Regions from separate parts of the Zea mays genome. Here regions 2 and 3 are each linked to region 1. The links are chromatin contacts, called in public Hi-C maps. All regions are on one chromosome and are shown on one strand. Each heading gives the region's core, a stretch centred on a gene start, on an enhancer-like site or on the middle of the called end of the contact. The rest is flanking DNA. Distances are from core to core; before and after follow the strand shown. Region 1 holds the start of LOC103627568 (probable dolichyl pyrophosphate Glc1Man9GlcNAc2 alpha-1,3-glucosyltransferase). Region 2 holds the start of LOC100278632 (FCS-Like Zinc finger 1). Region 3 holds the start of LOC100279084.

Region 1 (3,484 bases), core at 538-3,037:
AAAAAATTATAATAATACACAAATAGTCTCAAAAAATCACGAAATTTGACGGAGGAGCAATATATGCCCATATAGCATCCTCAAAAAAGTTTGGGCCATAAAATCTAAAGATTGCCAACATTTCTTTCAATTCACTTTCACTTGTTACGTGAGTTACATGTGATATCACCTTAACTATCCAAATTTTAACATAATCAATACTTCACTTTATCATTTTCACACAGGGACTTCATATTATCTTTAATAGAATGTTTATTGGTCCTGGTAACTTATTTGCAATTTTTGGTAGACACTAGATTATTTTATGATTTTAATTACATTTTGATGATTTTTTGTAGAAAGAAATTAATAATACACAAATAGCCTTAGAAATTCATAAAATTTGACGGAGGGTTAACATTTGTCTACATAAAATTCTAAAAAATGTTTGGGCCATAAAGTCTATAAGATGTCAATGATTCTTTTCATTTTCTTACACTTGTTACGTGAGTTACACGTGAAATCAGCTTAAGTATCAAGTTTCAACATAACCTTTACTTCACTTTCTCATTTTCATGTAGGGACTTGAGGTTATCTTCTTATGGAATGTTTATTAGTCTTGATAACTTATTTGCAATTTTTTGTCGATACTATAATATTTTATGAATTTAAATACATTTTGATGATTTTCTACAAAAAGAAATTAATAATATACAAATAGTCTCAGAAATTCACGAAATTTGGCGTATGAGTAACATATGTCCATATAGCATCCTCAAAAATGTTTGAACCATAAAAACCACAAGATGTCATCAATTATTTCATTTCATTTCCACTTATCTGTGAAACTCGTAATGATTACGACCACCATAATAATAAGTGAAACCACATATCATAATAACACGTGAAACCACATATCATAGTTCTCAATATTTTATGAATTTAATTGTATTTTAATGATTTTCTACATAAAGAAATTAATAATACTCAAAATAGCCTTAGAAATTCATGGATTTTTATGGAGGTGTAGCATATGTGCACATATAATCCTCAAAAATGTTTGGACTAAAGGAGGGGCTAAATGATTACAACTATGATATGTGTGGAATGGTGTCTTACATGATATCCGACAAAAATATTCGTTACCGACGCTATCCGTGTCCGATTAGCTCCGTATTCGATCCACGACTATCCATATTTGTATTCGAGAACATCCGTATTTGTATTCGTATTCGAAGCTATCCGTATTCGAATTCGAATCCGACTAAAAATATGAAAACAAATATGATTTCATCGATATCCGTCCGTATTCGATCCGATTACACCCCTAGCTGAATGACATGATCAGAAAGAAGGTTGTGGCCTATCTTAATTAACCTTTATAGCCTGCATTTATGTTATAATATACTCTTACATTCCAAAATAGTTGTCATTTTAGCTCTTGATTTTTATGTCTATATTTAAATAAATGATGATGAATTTAGACACATATAAAAACACATGCATAAATAAAAAATACATAAACCTACTAATTTACTAAAATAATGACTACTATTTTAAAATAAATAAAGTATGTATTAATATGTGTTATGGGGGCGACCGGGCTGCAGCCCCGACAGCCCCCTCCTAGATCCGCCCCTACGTATCACTGTATCATTAGGCCGGCTTGGAAGATGGCTCGGCAGGTTGAGCCCTGTTTTAGCGAGCCACAAAAGTGCACTCCGTTCGGGCAAGTCGAGACTGTTATTGAACGATTTTTTTCTGCAATTGTAGCTAACGATTTGTTAGCCGATGAAAAATAATATTACACCCAGTTTTTAAAAAGAAATACTCGGATGCCAGCCAGTACGCACCGAGGCGGGGCAACTGCTCCACACTCCACAGACCACAGTCGCCGCCGGCTCATCTCCTCCGTGCCCGGCACACGAACTCCGGCGCCGCCGACCCACAATGGAATCCCCCGACGGCAGTCATGGCACGAATACTCGGCCCACTCTGCAGCGGCCCAACAAAGTGAGGAAACACCAAGACCCATACAACGCGACGTCGCGATCCCATTGCCCATCCCCAGATCTCAACCCGAACCTCCCAGCCGCGCCGCCCTGATGGCCTACACCACCTCGCCGTCGACATCGACGTCGACGGCAGCGGCGGTGGCCTGGGCCTTCGCTGCCGCCACCTGCGTGAAACTCCTCCTCGTCCCCACCTACCGTTCCACCGACTTCGACGTTCACCGGTACTGGCTCGCCCTCACGCACGCGCTCCCCGTGCGGCAGTGGTACACCGACACCTCCTCTCAGTGGACGCTCGATTACCCGCCCTTCTTCGCTTACTTCTCCCGCCTCCTCTCCCTCCCTGCGCCGCTCGTCGACGCCACCCTCGTTTCAATCCCCGTGCGTGACGCGACGCCCTTCGCGCATCTCATCTACCTCCGCCTCACTGTTGCTTTCTCCGACCTCCTCCTCCTCGGATCCGTCCTCTTACTGGCGAGGGACGCGCAGCGGAAACAGCGGCCGTTCCTCGCTCTCGCTCTTGTCGTATGGTCGCCGGCGCTGTTAGCTGTCGACCACGTCCACTTTCAGTACAATGGATTCCTCATTGGGTTGCTGCTGCTTTCGCTGCACTTCCTCGAGCAGGGGTGGGATCTTATTGGGGGAGTCGTGTTCGCATGCTTGCTGTGCTCGAAGCACCTGTTCCTCGTGGCAGCGCCGGTGTACTTTATGTATTTGTTCCGGCATTATTGCTGTGGCCGGGGTGTCGTGAAGGGGCTGGGAAGGCTCGTGCTCATGGGTTCTGGAGTGGCTGCTGTTTTTGCCGCAGCATTTGTGCCCTTCGTGTACTATGGTCAGGTGAGTGAATCTGGTTGCTTAATTTAATTTTGGATTCAACGACTTGTTTGTATCATGGTTGCTTATCTGTAAACGTCTAGTTTCTGATGAAAGTAAGAAACTGAGAAACGTAGCTTGTGATTTGTGAACAGTTGAGACTTGATGTTAATTTGGCATTAAATCCGGTAAAGGAGAGTAATGCATCGTGTTGCTGAATTTATTATTATAGGAGCTCGAGCTGTTTCAGCTTGTGTAGCTCCGCTAATGAGTAGTAATATTGGTTTTGGTTGTGATAATTGCTGTGGAGTTTAACTTAGTAAAAATTTTCTGCTAATCTTGTGATGTCTGCAACTGCAAGCTCTGAATTCAAATAATGTTTCCATATAGCTAACCAGTCATGCTAATTCTGCATTTTGTGCTATTAATCTTTTTGTAAAATGAGCTATTGAATTCCTGTACTCGGATATTTTAATGCTTAGAACTCTTCACTCTTAAACACTAGTGGATATTGATAAACTTCAACCTCATTGAAATTTTTGTGTTCCACTTTAGCAAATATATATCCGTGTACCAGTTTTATTTGCAGTTTGGAATCATGATTTTATTCTCTTTAATGCGAACATTGCATGTAACATTTGCTATCTTTCTGCAGTTAATTCAATTAATTTTATGTTGAA
Region 2 (3,484 bases), core at 433-2,932, 230 kb before region 1:
TGCTACAGTAGTACACGACCCGAGAGCATGCGTGTTGGGCACAGCAGTACACATCCCGACCCAGCCAGCAGGCAACAACGGCAAACGAAATTGATTGTGACGGACTGACGGGTGGCCCAGCTCGGTCGGCCACTGATTGCACCTGCTTGCTATCGTTTCTGCCACTGCCGCTGCCACCTTGCAGCTGGAGCCAGTGCACCGGCACAGGCGCACAGCGACACCGACCAGGCTCAACCAGCATGGCTCCATCGGCAGACGGCAGGTCGCACGTCTCCTCTTCTCCGGTTAAGGGTTAATCAACTGTCCGCTGAGGCGAAACCACCAGCTGATGATGCGATGCAAGAAGCAAGAACGTAAAACACTGGGCCCTGCTCCGTTTTCTCCAGGCACGTGACCGTCTCTGTGCCCACACGTACGTATCTGTTTGTGCCTTTGAAAACGTTGGTTCACGCGAAGAGATAGATGATGCCCCCTTTGTTAATAGTAACCAGTTCACCTGTGACCAGATTGCATTGGTCCACGTACTTTGTTTGCACGAGCGGACGAGCCTAATGGAATTTAAATTAACAGGATGGTGGCCGAGCCGTCGAATCAACCTATAAATAAATGAGCACTCGTGTATTCATGTGATCATCACAGTGTGCGGTGTCTGATCCAGCTAGCCACCTGACCCCCGCTCTGTCCGGTTGCACCAAATGATCATACGATACCGGCTCCAAGCTTTCTTACACGCGATAATAACCATACGTACAGATAGAGACGGATCAGCATTTATTAAAGCAATACAGAACGCCTCCACGTCGATCAGTCGATTGTTTACTGTTTCCTTGTAGACTAACTAACAATGATGTCCGGTGGCTGGCGCGTCTCGTCAGGTAGCCTGGTACAGAAAAAGACAGACTCCCGAGTCCCGACGGTTACAGGGCCAGGATGGACGACCCGGCCCGGACCTTGCCGCTCTCCTGTGGGCCTTCCGCTTCCCTTGCGAACATGGCCCCACGTGTCACCGCCCTGGCCTTCCTCCTCTTCTCCGCCGCCTCGTCCGCCGCCATCTGCGCGCTCCTGCACTCGTCGCTGCAGAACGCCGTGTCGCCCCTGTTCGACGGCACGCACGCGCGCATCATGCGTGGCTGGTGAGGGCGCCGTTCCGGAAATAACAGGGGAAGGAAGAAAATGGATAGCGGTGTAGTGCCGTTACCTACCTGTACATGAAGATGTCGCGGTTCCCGGCGAGCGGCTTCCGGCAGAGGAAGCACGCGTCCAAGAAATGCACGCCGGCCGGCCCCGCTGCTCCCATGGATCGGATCTTCCCCCCGAGGCCCCGACCACCGCCACCGGCTTGCGAGCGAGCAATCCGGATCCGGCTCCACACGCGCGCGGCCCGCGCTGCAGTGCACTGCCGGCGAGCTGATGGAGACGATCGGGGGGCTTCTCTTCCTTCTCTCGCCTGTGTGTGAGTAGGCTGCGGCCGCAAATCGCCGTGCTCCGATCCCTTTCGCCCCCCTCCTGCGATTATGCTGCCACCGGCGCTTGCTTCCTCTCTCGCGCGTCCGCGTCAAATGCCGCGCGCGATGATGCTTGGTGGGTAGGCAAGGAGCTCCAGCCGTTTAATAAATGACGGGCGCAACGCAACAGCAGCCAGGACCAGGACGAAGGAACCTCCTGGAGGTCACCATGGGCCCACCTGTCAGCATGCGTTGAGCGAGCCTGGAGGCCGGCGCGCTGGGGGTGCGGATCCGCGGGTCCCACGCTCGCGATTCGTCCACTTGCTGCGCTCCAGCTAATCTCGGCAGAACGGTCACGGTCTAGCAGTTAGCCCCACTTGCCAGGGAGATCTGTACCTGTACGGGGGCGGTGAATCTTCTCGTCAATTACAGCAATGTACGAGCCATACGGGCTCGGTGTGGTGTGGTCGTGTCCGTGGGATCACAGCAGCCTTTCGATGCAATCATAAAAAAAATGAAGCCTCGGATTCTCTTTGGCCTGCGAATCTCCAGAACCTGCCGAAGAATTGAAGAGCTCGATCGCTCAACAGGTACATGAATGCGTTCTCCTGCTTTCAGCTTGGAGTTGGAGCCCTGCCCCCACCCCATTTTTTTAAAAAATTTTTTTGGCGTGCCTGCCGTATCAATGGAGATTCATCAACTTGCTCGAGAATTTTTCGGGACGACATCTGGCGGCACGACCGCACAACGCTTGAGCGAGAAGAGATGCACAGCACAGCATAGCACAGCACAGATTCGCCGGCGTTCGGTGCGACAAGGACCGCAAAGTCTTCAGGCTTGGAGAGTTGGAGTCAGTGGAGAGGGGCATTTTCCCGGGTAGTTGAGCTACTCGCATCGAAGCCACTGAATGCTTTTGCACGGTGGCCTGAATTCTCGAAACGCTGCTGAGAAGACCTTGACCCCACGAGTCCCTTGATCATCCACTGCTTGGGGTGTCACTTCTCTTGCACACTTCTCCGAGGATTCTCTTTTCTGGTGCGAACGCTTTTGCATGCTTGGATGATGGGTTTTTGATTCGTTGACCTGTACGTGAACGACAGTACGAGCGGCAGTGTTCGTTTCGGCTGCTCATCGGACGAGATCACGAGATACATACATTGCAATGCCATTTACCACCTAAACTACGTAGCAAAATTAGCATCAGTCGCTCTACTTTAGCTGAAAGAAACCTGTCGAATCAAAAAGGCGGTCAATTTGTGCTTGGTTAAGCCGGGGAAGGACTGCAGCTAGTTTTCAAAAAAAAAAATGATTACGCTATGCACTATCATTATTAACTAAGTAACATACAAATTATGGAAGTAAATGTAGGTCCTCACGTACCAACTCCAACGACATATATCCACCCGTCCTACTCGCCAAAATGATCAACATGACAACGAGGGGCCAAATTGTTCCATGAAAGCATCTAGACTCTCAGAAGTTTTGATGATTAATGACAAGTAACTAATATATGTTTTGCATAGACAAATTTGAGTAAGGTTACAATGGCGAAGAATGGCTTATGTAATGTATAGTTCAAGTGCCCTACTTATGGATTTTGTTACTAGTTTTAAGTGTCGATTCAGTGTACAAACTATTAGCTTGACACAGATAAGTGTAATGAGTTTAATATGCTGCACACTAATTGTATTTAGCTCTAGGCGGCTAAGGAGAGGCTCAAAACTAGTAAGGATCAAAACCCAAATTCAAAAGTTTTGAATTTGGACAAGTTTGAAGGGTTTTTGGGGCGTTAGACCCTATGTCTTAAGGTCATCAAATGATAGTGGATCGGTCAAATGCCTCCACATAGATAGCTCGAGAGCACTTGATCATCAAACCCTGCGAATAATACCCCATTGTACAAATGCGCTAGGTCCAACAGTTTGTGCGATGTGACCCTAGAGTTGTAGGGGTGTGTTGGGCTATACAGTGGCACTGTTTTAGCTAAGGTTTTGGGTATAGGGTCATTGCACCCTATGAACAGTCGCCTCATCGTACCA
Region 3 (3,484 bases), core at 506-3,005, 170 kb before region 1:
GTTCAACTTAGTATAAAAAAGTTAAACGAATTATAATTTGTGGCGGAGCAAGTAGTAGATCTTGTGTGCCATGGCAACCTACTTGCATTGTAATAGTAGCTCCCATACCACCTTGTTCTATAAAAAAACATTGGTGTGTCCGGCGCTTCTCATACTCGTAATCTAGAAGAGCTTTACTTCAAGAATATCATGTCTATTTCAGCTTCTCTTCAAACAGGTTCACCTCTACGAGCTCCAACTTCAAAAAAGCTGAAACTAGAGTCTAGTTTCATAAAAAATTTGAAGCTCTTTAGATGGTTCTTCAAAAAAATGTTTTCATACATCTTCATGAAGTTACACAAAAAATTACCCACAATGTCATTGGTTACATAACCTGCCAATTCATGTATCTTTCTCCACTCACTAATCATTAAGGGTAATTAAGGAAACTCGCACAGATTAATTATATTACAGAAGCTAGAGTCTATATATAAGCCAAACACTCTTGAACGATATCTTACCGACCTATCAAAGTTGTTTCATGGTGAAGTTGAAAAACCGAAGCTGCAATTCTTGAAAAGAAGCCCTCCCAAACAGGACCTAAAGTAGTACTCTCTTTTTATTCCAGATGGGAACTGTAAGTTGTTCTATACTTCGTCAATCCTAATTTATTATTCGTTTGGCTTTTTTAGCATAATTTTGACCAACTCGTCTTATTCAAAAAAAAATATGGAAAAAATAAAAACTTCGTTGTGGCTTTGTACACATGACTTAAAAATTTTCATTTTTTGTGAACTTTTTTTAATAGGTCAAGGGGTTAAAGTTGGAGTTAAAAAAGTTAAAGGAATTATATTTTCAAACGGATCGATTATTTTTTAGTACAAAACTTCTGCTAAACAGCTTACAGTTAAAACTAATATGGTTCTAGGCACGCTTCTAACTGAGGTCATTATTACACCCAGAGTTTCCCTCGGATTCAAGCCAGGTGCAGCCAGAGATAAACGTACCTGATTGCAAAGAGCAAGAGGGCAGCACCAAAATGCACAGTCTTGCATGAACATGCCGTTATGTACATCCATTTCTCTCACAACTGGTTGCTCAGCACGTGCAGAAAGAAAAGTGACCAACAAGGCAAACAACAGCAGAAGAAACCGAAAGAACACAGAGATACTGAACAGCGTGGTTGGTTCCTTGTTGCTTGCACACAAACGTATTCTCTGCCGCCGCTACTCATCTCGACCGGACAGTTCGCTGGTTGGTTCCTTGAGAGAAGCCGGTCGGATGCCGCTCTGTGGCAGCTATAACCACTGCACCACTAGATCACAACGGCGGGCACATTTGGCGCTAGCGGGACACGGGCCGGCTCGGCGGCGGCGGCGGCAGGAGCCTCGTGCCTGCGGCGGCGTCGCTCCCCTCTCCTTGCCGGACGCGGCTCCGTCTTCAACGCCGCGCCGAAATCGTCCCTGGCCATCTGGTGGTGCCTGCACTCCTCGCTGCAGAACGGCGTGTCCCCTCTGTACATGAAGATGTCGCGGTCCCCGGCGAGGCGCTTCCCGCAGAGGGAGCAGGCGTCCATGGCGCGGCGGTAGGCGTCGCCGTCGCCTCCGTCGAGAGGCTCGATGCCGAAGAAGGAAGAGAAGGAGGAGGAAGAAGCCATCATGGAGATGAGATGAGACCGAGGAGACCTTAGTTAGGGCACTGCCAGTGCCAGTAGCACTACGCTGAAGCACAGATGAACCGAACAGCACTGAAGCACTGAAGCTTCGTTGCCAGCGATGGCCAGAGGAGGCAGTCTTGTCCTGTGCTTTTATAATAAAAGGGGCCCGGCCGGCAGAGGGCGGGACAATACGGGCAGGGTCAGGTAACCGGGTGGTGGATGCTCGAGAAACCACGGCTAGTTTTTCCAGGAACCTCTTCTCGTTCCTCCCCCCTTGTACTGCCGCTGCAGTGCATCGCAGATTCGAAGCAGACCGCCAGCGCATTTTGGCCGTACGAGCAGCGCTAGGGGCAACAAGAAAGGTGCATGCAGTACCGGGTTTTTTTTTTTGTCTGTTGGCTGGCAATACCCCAGGCCCTTCTGCTCTGCTCGCCTTGGTGCCGCCGGCGTTGTTAACTGCGATGCCGCAGAATCCACCGGAAGATCTGCAGCAGCACTAAACGACAACGGCGGTCTAATTTTTGTTATTTATTTTGCACGCTCGATTCGGTGGGGGGGGGGGGGGGGGGGGGGGGCTTGCTTTGTTTAGTGCGGCGGTGTCGCCACGTGCTGTATTTGCGAGACCAAACGCTCCAGGTGCAGTACGACTACTGCCGATCCCTCCGATGCAAAATTAGATTTGTACTAGTTCAGTGCAGTGCAACTCAGCGACGGGACATGGCAGAAGATTATTGATTCTATTATTAAAACCGCTAAAGTTTCTAGTCCAAGCTTGAGCAAAATGACAGGGGAGGAGAACTGAGAAGGCATGCACATGGTGACATGGTGTTGGTTGGACGGACGTACTGTTGGCCCGCCCGAGGACACCGGAACGGAACAGGCAGAGTTTTGGGATCTGGGCGCGGACGCGTGGCCGTCCGACCGCGAGGTTGTCCGGCGGGGTTAAAAATGAGCGAAAGGACGAGGGAAGCCGTGGGCTACGGCTTACCTAGACGGTGTGCGAGTGCGAGGTCGAATCGGCGAGCTTGCTTTTGTATGGCACATTGCTTTTGTGCGATGCTCGGTGTGCTCGCCTTTTCCACGCGCCTCGCCGTGTCTCCTCCTCCTGTCGTCGTCATGTCCTTGGCTTTACGTACTGGCCGGGCAGCTTTCGCGGTGGATCCAGCCACACGCTGGCGCTGCGACAAACAAGGCAACGTAACTGACAAGGTCTCGTCCCGCTCCCGCCGTGTGATTGGGTGTCGCGTTGACCCGACTTGGAACCGAGTCTCCGTCCTCGATGCCAGAACTTGACGCGTGGCGACCGAGCTAGACCTGAATTACGCTCGGACGGTGGTATTACAAGACTTGTGCGTGACAGACGGACTACCTCTTCCTCTATATATATCATAGTTTCAAACCTCCAAAATTAATACTTCTTCCGTTCTTTTTTTTTTGTCGCTGTTTAGTTTAAAAATAAACTAGCGGACGTCATATATTCGAGAACAGAGATAGTATTTAGCAGTATTCCTTAGTTAAAACCAGTTTTTATCTAGCAAATTTCGTATTGTACTTGGTTGGCTTGGTAGAAATGATGGTGATTGCCACCTTTCCTTGTCCTATGCACGCGAACCCCTCGACACCCCCTCTACTCGATTTGAACGTTTAGTTACTGTTTCAAATTTTGAATTTACAAAATATGAGTCCATGCTATATATAAAACTGGCAAGAAGGAAAAATGTTAAGAGTAATTGACTCAATCGTTTTAAAAATACAGTAAGGGTGGACTTGTCCTGGTGTATTGAAAAAGATATAAATTGCTTTCCAAGATACTGGATTCCAAACACACATACCCAGTTTTCCCTCTCT

Evidence for each region. A called contact is a pair of places that touch in the nucleus more often than the background predicts.
Region 2: a Hi-C map of leaf shows a contact between it and region 1, with 4 times the contacts expected there. The contact joins the promoter of LOC100278632 here to the promoter of LOC103627568 in region 1. A contact is called at or near these places in 3 of 25 Hi-C or Micro-C datasets (ear, leaf and root tip).
Region 3: a Hi-C map of endosperm shows a contact between it and region 1, with 2.0 times the contacts expected there. The contact joins the promoter of LOC100279084 here to the promoter of LOC103627568 in region 1. A contact is called at or near these places in 3 of 25 Hi-C or Micro-C datasets (ear, endosperm and leaf).

What each region holds. Positions count from the first base shown.
Region 1 is chr5:205,867,712-205,871,195 of Zm-B73-REFERENCE-NAM-5.0, forward strand. It overlaps LOC103627568 (probable dolichyl pyrophosphate Glc1Man9GlcNAc2 alpha-1,3-glucosyltransferase), which reads left to right and starts at 1,788. Exons shown (of 4, transcript XM_008647851.2): 1 at 1,788-2,828. The coding sequence starts at 1,815.
Region 2 is chr5:205,637,403-205,640,886 of Zm-B73-REFERENCE-NAM-5.0, forward strand. LOC100278632 (FCS-Like Zinc finger 1) reads right to left here and starts at 1,683. Exons shown (of 2, transcript XM_034059305.2): 1 at 1,203-1,683; 2 at 598-1,095. The coding sequence starts at 1,297. The coding sequence ends at 918.
Region 3 is chr5:205,702,387-205,705,870 of Zm-B73-REFERENCE-NAM-5.0, forward strand. LOC100279084 reads right to left here and starts at 1,756. Exons shown (of 1, transcript NM_001152134.1): 1 at 1,029-1,756. The coding sequence starts at 1,639. The coding sequence ends at 1,295.